Regions from separate parts of the Hordeum vulgare genome. Here region 2 is linked to region 1. Evidence: chromatin contacts called from public Hi-C data. All regions are on one chromosome and are shown on one strand. Each heading gives the region's core, a stretch centred on a gene start, on an enhancer-like site or on the middle of the called end of the contact. The rest is flanking DNA. Distances are from core to core; before and after follow the strand shown. Region 1 has its middle 150 kb from the start of LOC123402657. Region 2 holds the start of LOC123402253.

Region 1 (4,922 bases), core at 1,351-3,850:
AAAATCATTATAAAACGAGAAAAGGCACAGTACTTTATCTCGTTCATACCCAGGGGCGGGCCCAGTTCAATTCAAAGGTATTCAGTTGAATACCCATAATTTTTGCCAAGAAACCATGTATATATAACATATACCATGTGTATGTATCGGGTAAAAATGAAAAAATACAGTAAACCAGGCCAGCTAACGATTTCAACCCAAAAATGAAGACTAGCCCACACCCCGAGATGGCCCAAATCGCTGCAGCACGCAGGGCCTGCATGCACGAGCCAGAAATCCATCGATAGCATAGCGCTTCGGTAAAAAGAAATATCGCAGAAGAAACCGACGCCTCCCATCCATAATTCCATTTCCATCCGCACTCAAAGCGGTAGGGAATGGCGGCTGGGCGGATCGCCATCGCCTGATCGCACGCGCGCACGGCGGCACAGGCAGGCGGCGCGACCACAGCCATCTGTTGGCTCAATCCAACTTTAATCCATCTCTGTAGTCGACAGCAGTGGGCATTGCCGCATTGAAGGCTCGCTCGATGCATTCATGTAGATAATTCGATGCGTTCGTATATCTTAATACATCTTTATACTCCGATGTCAATATTTGGCTTTTTTTTCTTGTGTCGAATCTTATCTTAGTTGCGTTAAATCTATGTATTGTTACACACACTGCTGGTTACACGTGTCGATGCATCATCTTCGTTTTCCGTTGCCCAGTAAGCCGGCTGTGCGAGCCTCATCGAACACCAATAGTATGGATACAACAATAAGTTAATTTATCTATTTGGCTTTCTTTTTAGTATATACAAATTTGTAGTTTCTTTGCAGTGAATCATAAATTATTTAGGCATGAGCATTTGAATTTTCCACATGAATTATGGTGATATATTTGGTTATACATGGCAAAAGTAAGGCTATATGCCATGGAAAAATTGACTTTGAAATTTTGAATACACGTTCTTTAAATCCTGGGCCCGCCCCTGTTCATACCTGTCAAGACCACTTCTCGTCTAATGGTCCTCCTTTGCGTGCCACTTTGTGATTTGTCACTGTGAGACGATGAAGAACCAATTAGCCAGTGCGTTAATTAGGACGCTAATTAACTGCAGTGCAAGATGACGTCATTCGGGGTATGGCCAAACCGAGCTCAACAAAAAGGGGTCACAAACATAACTAGACGCACATGAAACCAAGCCCAAACTTTGAATATACTGCTGGACATACCAAATATGATCCCTTAAACATCTACGAACGTGATCAGACATGTCTTTTATTTGTTCGTACGCACATTCATGTTTCTTAATTTTTTCTTCATATGTGCGGTCACTTACATGTGATTGATGAAGAAGGAGGGAGAGAAAAGAAAAAAATGAATAAGGAAAAAAGATCTGGAATGGGGTCGCATCCTACGTAGGGGACTGACCGGACGCGTCCGCGAGCCTTCATATTCTTCTTGTATTTAAAATAGATATAAGGATTCACGGACAACTTAGACATACAGAGATAATATGAAAGATTCGGTTGAATCATTTTTATCTTTCTCTTTTCTGTCCGATCACTAACCGGGCGCGTCCGTGAACGTATGAAGGATAGTTTAATGGGAAAGAGAAACTCCAAGATATTGAAGCGGAATTTTTCATTGTATGGCAAGCTTCGGTAGATTGCGAGCTCAAACTGCAGTTTCGTTTGGTGACGGCTAGGGTGACAACTAGGGTTGTACACAGACGAAGAGAGTGAACGGATTAGGTTACACTCCACACTCGATCACCTTATATAGGTCGTCGGGTAGATGGGCCTGGGCCAGACACACGATTGAGTCCGTGAACAGCCCATTGTTCAACATCTCAGACATTGTCACGTTCGTTTAGTGAACCATCTAACCGTCAAAATTAAGGCTTGGCTCATTCCCGCAACCCGCGGGGCGCGTCGTGTTGGGGTGAGGTATGGCGGCGGAGGAAAAGCACGCGTGGACAACTTCTCTTCGCAAGCTCTCAATGAAAAGTGATAGAACAGTTTTTATAAAGAGGTCTCACTCTTAGTAGTATAGCAGTATGGTACTAAATATTTCATCACTTACCGTATATTCACATGATTAAGATTATTGTCTTATATGGGCCTATGTCCATCTATAATCCAACATTAGTTGCCCTCCTTTTCCAAAAAAAAAAGAGAAATATATAGTTGGCCCCCTATTGGGTTTTCCGCCTTTAATCTAGACTCACCAAAGCCGGTCAAAATCTTTCATTAAAATAAACAACACTTTGGGCTATGCAGGCAGGCATGAAACTACACGGACGCCCCCGCTTGTTCTTTTCCTTTTTCAGGAGAAAAAAGAAAGAAGTCGAAAAAAGGGAGGTCACTGACAGCTGCGTACGTACTCCTGCACTCCAGACCCAGCAAGGCAAGATCCGGGGAAAGGGACAGCCGAAGGTTCGACCCATCTTCGTTGGTCGATCTTGAAAGAAAGTAAACACCATCGTTCGTCGCTGCACGTAGCAGTAGCGTGACTTGGCAAGTATCCGCTCCGACGACGCAAGCGACCGACGACCACCACATCCGAGCCGGCGAAACATGCGGCCAACGCGCTGCCCGCGAGATGTCTGCCCCGCGCCCCCGCCTAATAACGTGCGTGCGCAACAACAACAACTGTAGTACGTCCTCGATCACGATCGCTCGCTTCCTTTTCGACCGTCCCGCTGCTGCCGCGGCGAGTGCGAGGGCCGTGGAGAGCCGTCGCCGTCGAGGGGACACCTGTCGCCGGCTGGAGCTATCCATCCCGCGGGGCGCCATCTGGCCGGCCGCGCAGGGTCCAAGCGGAGCGTACGGAACCCGATCGCCCAGGTGTTCGCGGCAAGGATTCAGCCGCGACGCCACCTGTCCTGCCTCCGCGCGTGTGTCGTCGCCGTCAGAACCGGTCGGTCGGTCGGTCGAGTACGAGTACGGCACCGGTCGGCCCGTCGTCGTCCATCGGGAGCAGCAGCTCGGGGAAATGCACCGAATTCGTCACGGTGTTTCCGGTCTTGGTTTTGGGGGATGGCAGGAGTATTCTGTTCGCAGCTTCCGCGTTGCGATTGCATATCTACGAGTGTTTTTTTGGCACTTGTACCGTCGGCCGTGCCCGAGCTTATCCGAAACTCAAGTGCACGTGTGCTCTGTGCTGCAGGGCCGTGGCATAGTACTGATGGTAGTGTGAGTGGAGGGAACTCGAGCCGGACACCTGGAGAATGAGAGAAAGAAACTTCACTCGGTACCCCTGCAGGGACGTTAAGGATTTTTCTACGTACGCCTTGAGCTACGAGCTTCTAGAAGGGCCCGGAGATCAACAGGTTGACGAGGGCGGGATTTGTGTGTCGTGTTGCTGCTTCCGAGCTGCAGCTCAGACCATACCAACAAGTTTCCCCCATGATCGACTTTGCAGAGGGAGAGTCAGGAATCACACGCATGATGACCTCTACGAAAGTAGCATCTGGCATCTATGCAAAATATAAATATGAACCGGGTAAATTATACGCACCACCTATTTGACGCAGGAGTAATGCCAAAATGCCTATTAGTGAAAGGTCAAAGTCACTTTTTTCTCTGTGAGAGAGGACCGAAGCGCTTCGATGATGTTCGCCAAATCATTACTTCTGTGCGTTGTTATGGACTCCAATGCATACACATAAATATTAACATCTTAATATGCCTCCACACATCTCAACATGCGTGCTCTAAATATGGAATATGAAAATATAAATATGAACATGAATTCATTCATGGAGTTGGATAGTCAAAGATACATAATGAACAAAAAATCAATAGCAAATCATGACTAATGGAGATCATCAAGCTATTTGTGAACGGATTCATCACATTGATGAACATTAATACAAACATAGAGAGATAGATTTTTTTCACAATGAATCTTCAAGTGCTCAAATTGCAAACCTTATCCTTGTACCTCTCATGTGAGACGGGGACGTCCATTTCACATCCATTATAAAGTAAGACTTTGATATAATAAAGTAAGACTTCAACCCTTCTTTCAACCAAGCATCCGTGGTGGAGCGAAGCACATTTTGGCTCCATGATCTAGTCGTTGAGGCCTCATCAACGTAGTTCTCCAGTTTCTCCTTCATCAGACGAAGTTCTAGGAACAAGTGATCCATGTCGTGGGACAAGTGACATATTAAAATTAATCAATGATCAAAGTGTATTTGGTCAAAGGGTCATCAACTATTCCTCGCAAAATTTCAACACCATATATTACAAGGTTCATAGGTTTTTTTGCTAAAAAAGATGTTTAGCTAAATTGACAATGGATATAATGATGCCATCTTATTGAAACTTTATTATACCAATTCCTACACACTCAATACTCCAAAAATACACTAACACAAACTTAAAAAAATGCAAATTTGAAATTTCCATGTGTCAATAAGAAGCGGCTAAGTGTGACGAACTTCTTGATCGCACACTCCACTTTAAAAATAGTTCTTTTCCAACCATAATAAATAATCGATTTGTATGCTTTTGATTCCTGAATGCGCCCTACTTTAAACTAAAGCATGCTCAAGCTTTATTAGTCGATGTATGCTACAGATTCCGTTAGGCAACTTCATATGAAACTAAGGTTTTTGGTGGTTCTGTGCGTGATCATTTGGCGTAGTATTTGTTTGCTGTGTCGATTGCATAGACATCATCAATTATAATAGATGGGACAATTCATATTCTTTAATCCTTCTAAGTAAAGGTTTATGCATTATATAGGTTTGCTATGATTGCCTATTGCATCTTCGATTTAAATGCAAAAGATAGGTTGCATGAATGTACCGAAATATTAGTTAGAAATGTATTCCCTCTGTATTGAAGAAAACTATAGGATTCTATTATATTAAAATATATATTGGCAAGTAGTAACATGATTAACTAAATTGACACAAATATCCG
Region 2 (4,922 bases), core at 682-3,181, 970 kb before region 1:
TTCACGTGGACTTGTACTCCAGAAATCTTCAGACAAACTACGGTGTTTTATCGAGCGTCCTTGGATCCTTAAACCTTTGGAAGGCTCATCAACAGCTGTTATAGGTGTAGACTTCGCACATCCAAAACAATTTCTGCTCTGTTGCAAACCAGGATTGACCAATAAATGATTAGAACCAAGTATTTAAGAGAAGTTGCAATAAAGGGAACCAAGAAAATGCATCAGTAAAACATATTATGAGATCAACTTCCACTCCAGGCTTACAACAAGATTTTACAGTAGTTGCCTGGTTTTTCATTGTGAATTTGTGATTACATGAAACATGTAAGCAACTGATGAAAGCTAGATTCCTTAAAATAGAACATTAAAATAAAATCTAACTTGCGTGTTAATCATTTAAAATTTTAAATAGTATATACAGAATATGTGCTGATTTAGAACATATGAAACTTCTCTAATATCATATCCAATCAGTTATGACTCTGTACACATTCAGAAGTGGATCAAGAATAAGTATTCATTCGTACTTGATACTCGGGGGTAAAAAAGACGCTATACTAGATCTGCACATATCCAAAAATGTCTTCTTTTTGTACTTCAGTAATCAACAAAGATTATACCATATTGATATTTGAGCACATGGCAAACATCAGCAACTACGACGCGTTCCCCGTCAAATTTGGGAAGTTGTTAGCTACATATGTTGAAGTTGAATCTATGCATTTTGCAAAGGAAAAAGATATACGAGTACATGATAATACTCTGCAGTATACTCACATTCTTAATCTTAAGCCTAAGTTTGTTTAGAAATATCAGCTAATCTGAGCAACCAGTTACACGACTGATAATTTGTCTTTTCTATTTCCGCAAGCAAATACAAAATTCAATATTACTCTACCAAGCAAAACATCAATACAGGTTTCCCTGCTCCGTGCAAGAAGATTTATGCTAAACCTTCCTAGAAAGCCACTATCTGGAAGCTTCGGGGGCAGGAAAGAACAAGGAGCTACAAGGAACCTAACAGCAGACCAAAAGTAAGTCTACAAACAGCCTTGCTGGGAAACCACCGAACATTCTTTGGGCAGGTAATGACCACAAAGACATGGTACCATATGAAGCAATCATTCAGGTCGAGTTCAAACAACTGACCCCTCCAATTATTTCTGACCGACAGGAGCTGATCGGGTAAATGAATACAGAGACCTTAAATGCATGCGTGAAACCTGTCTAATAACAGAGATCATTGCAGATTGGTACCGCTATCATGAACACGTTTCATCATACGAACCGCAGCGCCTACACGACAATTAAAAAAAAAAATCACCTTGGTCTCATCGCGCAGACTAGCTCTGAGAAACTACCGAGAATCACAAAATCATCCGGACCAAACGGGAGCAGCGATCCACTTCCCGCGCGATACGATACAGGTCTCCTCTAATAACCTGAGACGGAGCAATCGCGCGGCGGCAGAGTGCCGAGCTGACAAGAAGATGGCGAGCGAGAGATGCAGCGAGGTGGATAGATAGGCAGGTAAGGAGTCGTACCCCACGCAGGCGACGAGGCGGCGCACCCACGAGGAGAGCGACCCGCAGCCTAGCAGCATAGCATCCGGTTCGCCGTCGAAGGAGGCCCACGCACGGTCCCCAGCCCCGCCGACGCCGCCACCGATGCAGCCGGCGCAAACCCTAACCCTAGAACCACCCGTACGTCCGGGGGATCGGCTACCTCGCCTGGGCTCGCACGCACGCGCGCACCGTTGCTCTCAGTCGCTTTTTTTTTCTCTCCTTGGATTGGAATTTGGAATTCGATCGAGGGGAGGAGGTCGGGGGGATTAGGACATTATTAGGTGGCGGCTTTCTTCCCCCTTATCTGCTTTTTGGTTTGGGCGCGGGGTGGGGGAGAATCATTGCAGTTGGTTGGCGTTGCTGTGCTAGCTTCTTCTTTTTTCTTTTTTTCTTTTTTTTGAGCTAGTACGTTGCGTTGCTAGGCTAGCTAAGCTAGGCGCCCGGCAGGGGGAAATCCCGCGTGCAAGTGGCTGGATTGCTCCGCGTGTGCAGGGCGGAGGGAAAGTGGTAGAGCCCGTGCGAGGGTGACAGGTGGGGCCTACCCCGGGGATTCGTTGGAGCCCGGATCAGTCGTCCTCGCTAGGATTACTTGTTTTGAGGGGACGATTGCGTTTTCTAAGGTTAAGAACAGGTGCAATAAGGTGACATAAACAGGTTATAAGGACTAGTAAAAGGGTCCGTGCGTTGTAACGGGAGAAAAAAATACCACACGCTTTTAATCTTTTATAATCATTTTGATTTATGAAAATAATAAGCTAACTAACTAATGTAGTCAGTCCTATCTTATTTTGTTGAGAAATCAACCCGTCCATTGTTAATTCCACCATGATGAGAAATTAAGCGGGACAAGCAAAGCAAAATAAAGAGGCTACGTGAATTGATCAAGGGACTGTTATCTTATTTCACTCATGGGGTAGAGAATGTGGGATGAGATGACAAACTAAAGGTGGTGTTCCATTCTCTCTCTCTATAACAATGCAATCTTACATTCAATACATTCATTCATCAGCAAACAAATTCCCACAAAACAAAATTTCTTGTCGGTGCTTGGCACACGGTTGGAGGCATGGGGAGGGGATCTCACGAGATGATGAGTTCCTGCCGGAGGAGGGGATACGATGAAGGGAGCAAGAGTTAGACGCCTCTATCTGGCCATAAGGAGTCGCCGTTGCCGCGTCATAACCTCGGAGTTCCCCGTGTGAGCCATGGAGGCCCGCCTCCACCTGCAAGTACTTCGCTCCGCCGCGCCTTATCCGCGCGCCGCCGCCGTTCTGCATCGAGCAGACGCATCATCCCAAGTCGCTATAGCTGTCGCGTTGATTTGATTCAGAAGCTGTGCTTGAGCGCCGAAACAGAGGCAGCAAGCGGGCAGAGGTACGACCGCGGAGGCGGGCGAGTTGAGATCGACGACAATGGTGATTGAGGTCGGCCGCGGCGACGAGTGGTGTGGCAGTGGCCTGGGCACATGCTAGGGTGGACCAGGGTCGACGCGATGCGCTCGAGCGTCGCAACGGGGGCAGTGAGCGGGGAGAGGTACAGCCGCGGAGGCGGGTGGGTTGAGATCGGCAGCAGTGGCGGTTGAGGTCGGCCGCGGCGGCGAGTGGTGTGGCGGCGGCCTGGGCACAGGCCAGGGTGGCCCAGGGTCGACGGGACGAGGCGATGCGTACGGGTATAATTTTTGCAGCGAATCGTTTTTTTCTTTTGCGTTGCAGATAAATGATGGAGTGCGGGTTGAATAACAAAAATTACATGGGCTTTTTTATAAAAATGTTGTGGTGGGTTTTCCGACGGAAGCAATAGCCGCTTTATTATTAGGTATAGATTAGAATATTACTCCCTCCGTTTCGAAATAGTTGTTGCTCGGAGTATTTTCGGACCAGGTGAAAACATGTAAAAATACCAAACTACCCCTGATTTAAAATTCACCCTGAGATCGTCGTCTTCCTCCCGTCCGCCACGCCCCTCCCGTCCGCCACGCCCCTCCCTCCGCCAGGCCCATCCCTCCTCCAGGTTCCTCCCCTCCGTCGGGCCCCTCTGCCAGGCTCCTCCCCTCCGTCAGGGCCCTCCAGTCTGCAGCTCCCTCATCTCCCTCTGTCTTCCTCGGCTCCAATCGAGAGCGTGAGCTCCATCCCCGCCGGCCACAGCTCCCCTGCCGGCCAGAGCTCCTTCGCCGCCCCTCGCCGGCCGCCACAGCTCCAATCAAGAGCCTGAGATCCTTGTGGAATTGATCCTATAGCTCCTCTCAAACATCTTCTGATTCGGTGCTTGCTTTGGCTAAAATTGACCCCCTGTAGCTCGCCCCATGAGGAGGAGTCGTAGCTCAAGTTGACACGGGTTGGGTGAGGAGAGGACCTCGTGTAGCTCAAGTTGACAGCCCTTTTGCCACTAGAGTGAAAATCCCAGATCTGCTATGTTGTTCTGCTGCTTATTGTTCCAGTTTGATCCTATAGCTGCTCTGTTGGTCTGCTATAGGTTGTGCTGCTCTGCTGCAGATTGGATCAATTTTAACTTCCGTGCTCTGCTGGTCTGCTATAGGTGGTGCTGCTCTGCTGCAGATTGGGGTACCTGTGTTATTCAGATAAGAAAATCAGCAAGGAATACTCTCACAAATCACACTCTAATGTGTTCTGCAAATCCTGCTCTGCTAAGCAAATCACACCCAGAAATCTGCTAAGAAAATCAGCACATCAACAGTGAGAGTAACTTTTGTTGTCAGTGTCAACAGTAGGTGATTCCTCTCTGCTGTGTTGATCAAGCAAGTTGATATTGTGAAGAAGATTGGAAAAGGAGCAGACACAAAGAGTACAAACTGGAACAATAAGTTTAGCAGCCACAAACTGGAATAATAGGCTAGCAAATCAAGCAAGTTGATACTCTTCCTCTGGGCCTGTTGTCACTATTGTTTTTGGTTATACTCTGGAAAAATAGGCAAGAAATTTACAAAGCAAGATAAACAGTAGGTGAGCTACCCCATTTTTCTTGCAAACAGTGTAATTGTAATTGCTTGTAATTGTACTCTTGCAAGAATTTCAGTTAAGTGCTGTCAAAAGCACTTTGCTGAATTAATATGCACATAGGTGCATAAAAATTTAGTTAAGTGCTGTCAAAAGCACTTTGCTGAATTAATATGCACATAGGTGCATAAAAATTCAGTTAAGTGCTTTCGAAAGCACTTTGCTGAATTAATATGCACATAGGTGCATAAAAAATCAGTTAAGGGCTGTCAAAAGCACTTTGCTGAATTAATATGCACATTGGTGCATAGAAATCCAGTTAAGTGTTGTCAAAAGCACTTTGCTAAATTAATATGCACATAGGTGCATAAAAATTCAGTTAAGTGCTGTCAAAAGCACTTTG

The links. Hi-C and Micro-C count contacts between places; a contact is called where the count stands out from the background.
Region 2: a Hi-C map of seedling shows a contact between it and region 1, with 2.9 times the contacts expected there. The contact joins the promoter of LOC123402253 here to the enhancer-like site in region 1. A contact is called at or near these places in 2 of 6 Hi-C or Micro-C datasets (leaf and seedling).

The regions. Positions count from the first base shown.
Region 1 is chr6H:188,642,664-188,647,585 of MorexV3_pseudomolecules_assembly, reverse strand. No RefSeq gene overlaps it. Among protein-coding and RNA genes, the nearest start is that of LOC123402657, 150 kb to the left of the region's middle. Within about 2 kb of position 2,600, at least 3 of the 3 cell types and tissues checked have open chromatin away from gene starts, as enhancers often do. A contact at or near this core is called in leaf and seedling, where this site is marked.
Region 2 is chr6H:189,610,644-189,615,565 of MorexV3_pseudomolecules_assembly, reverse strand. It overlaps LOC123402253, which reads right to left and starts at 1,931. Exons shown (of 5, transcript XM_045096146.1): 1 at 1,545-1,931; 2 at 1-133. The coding sequence starts at 1,603.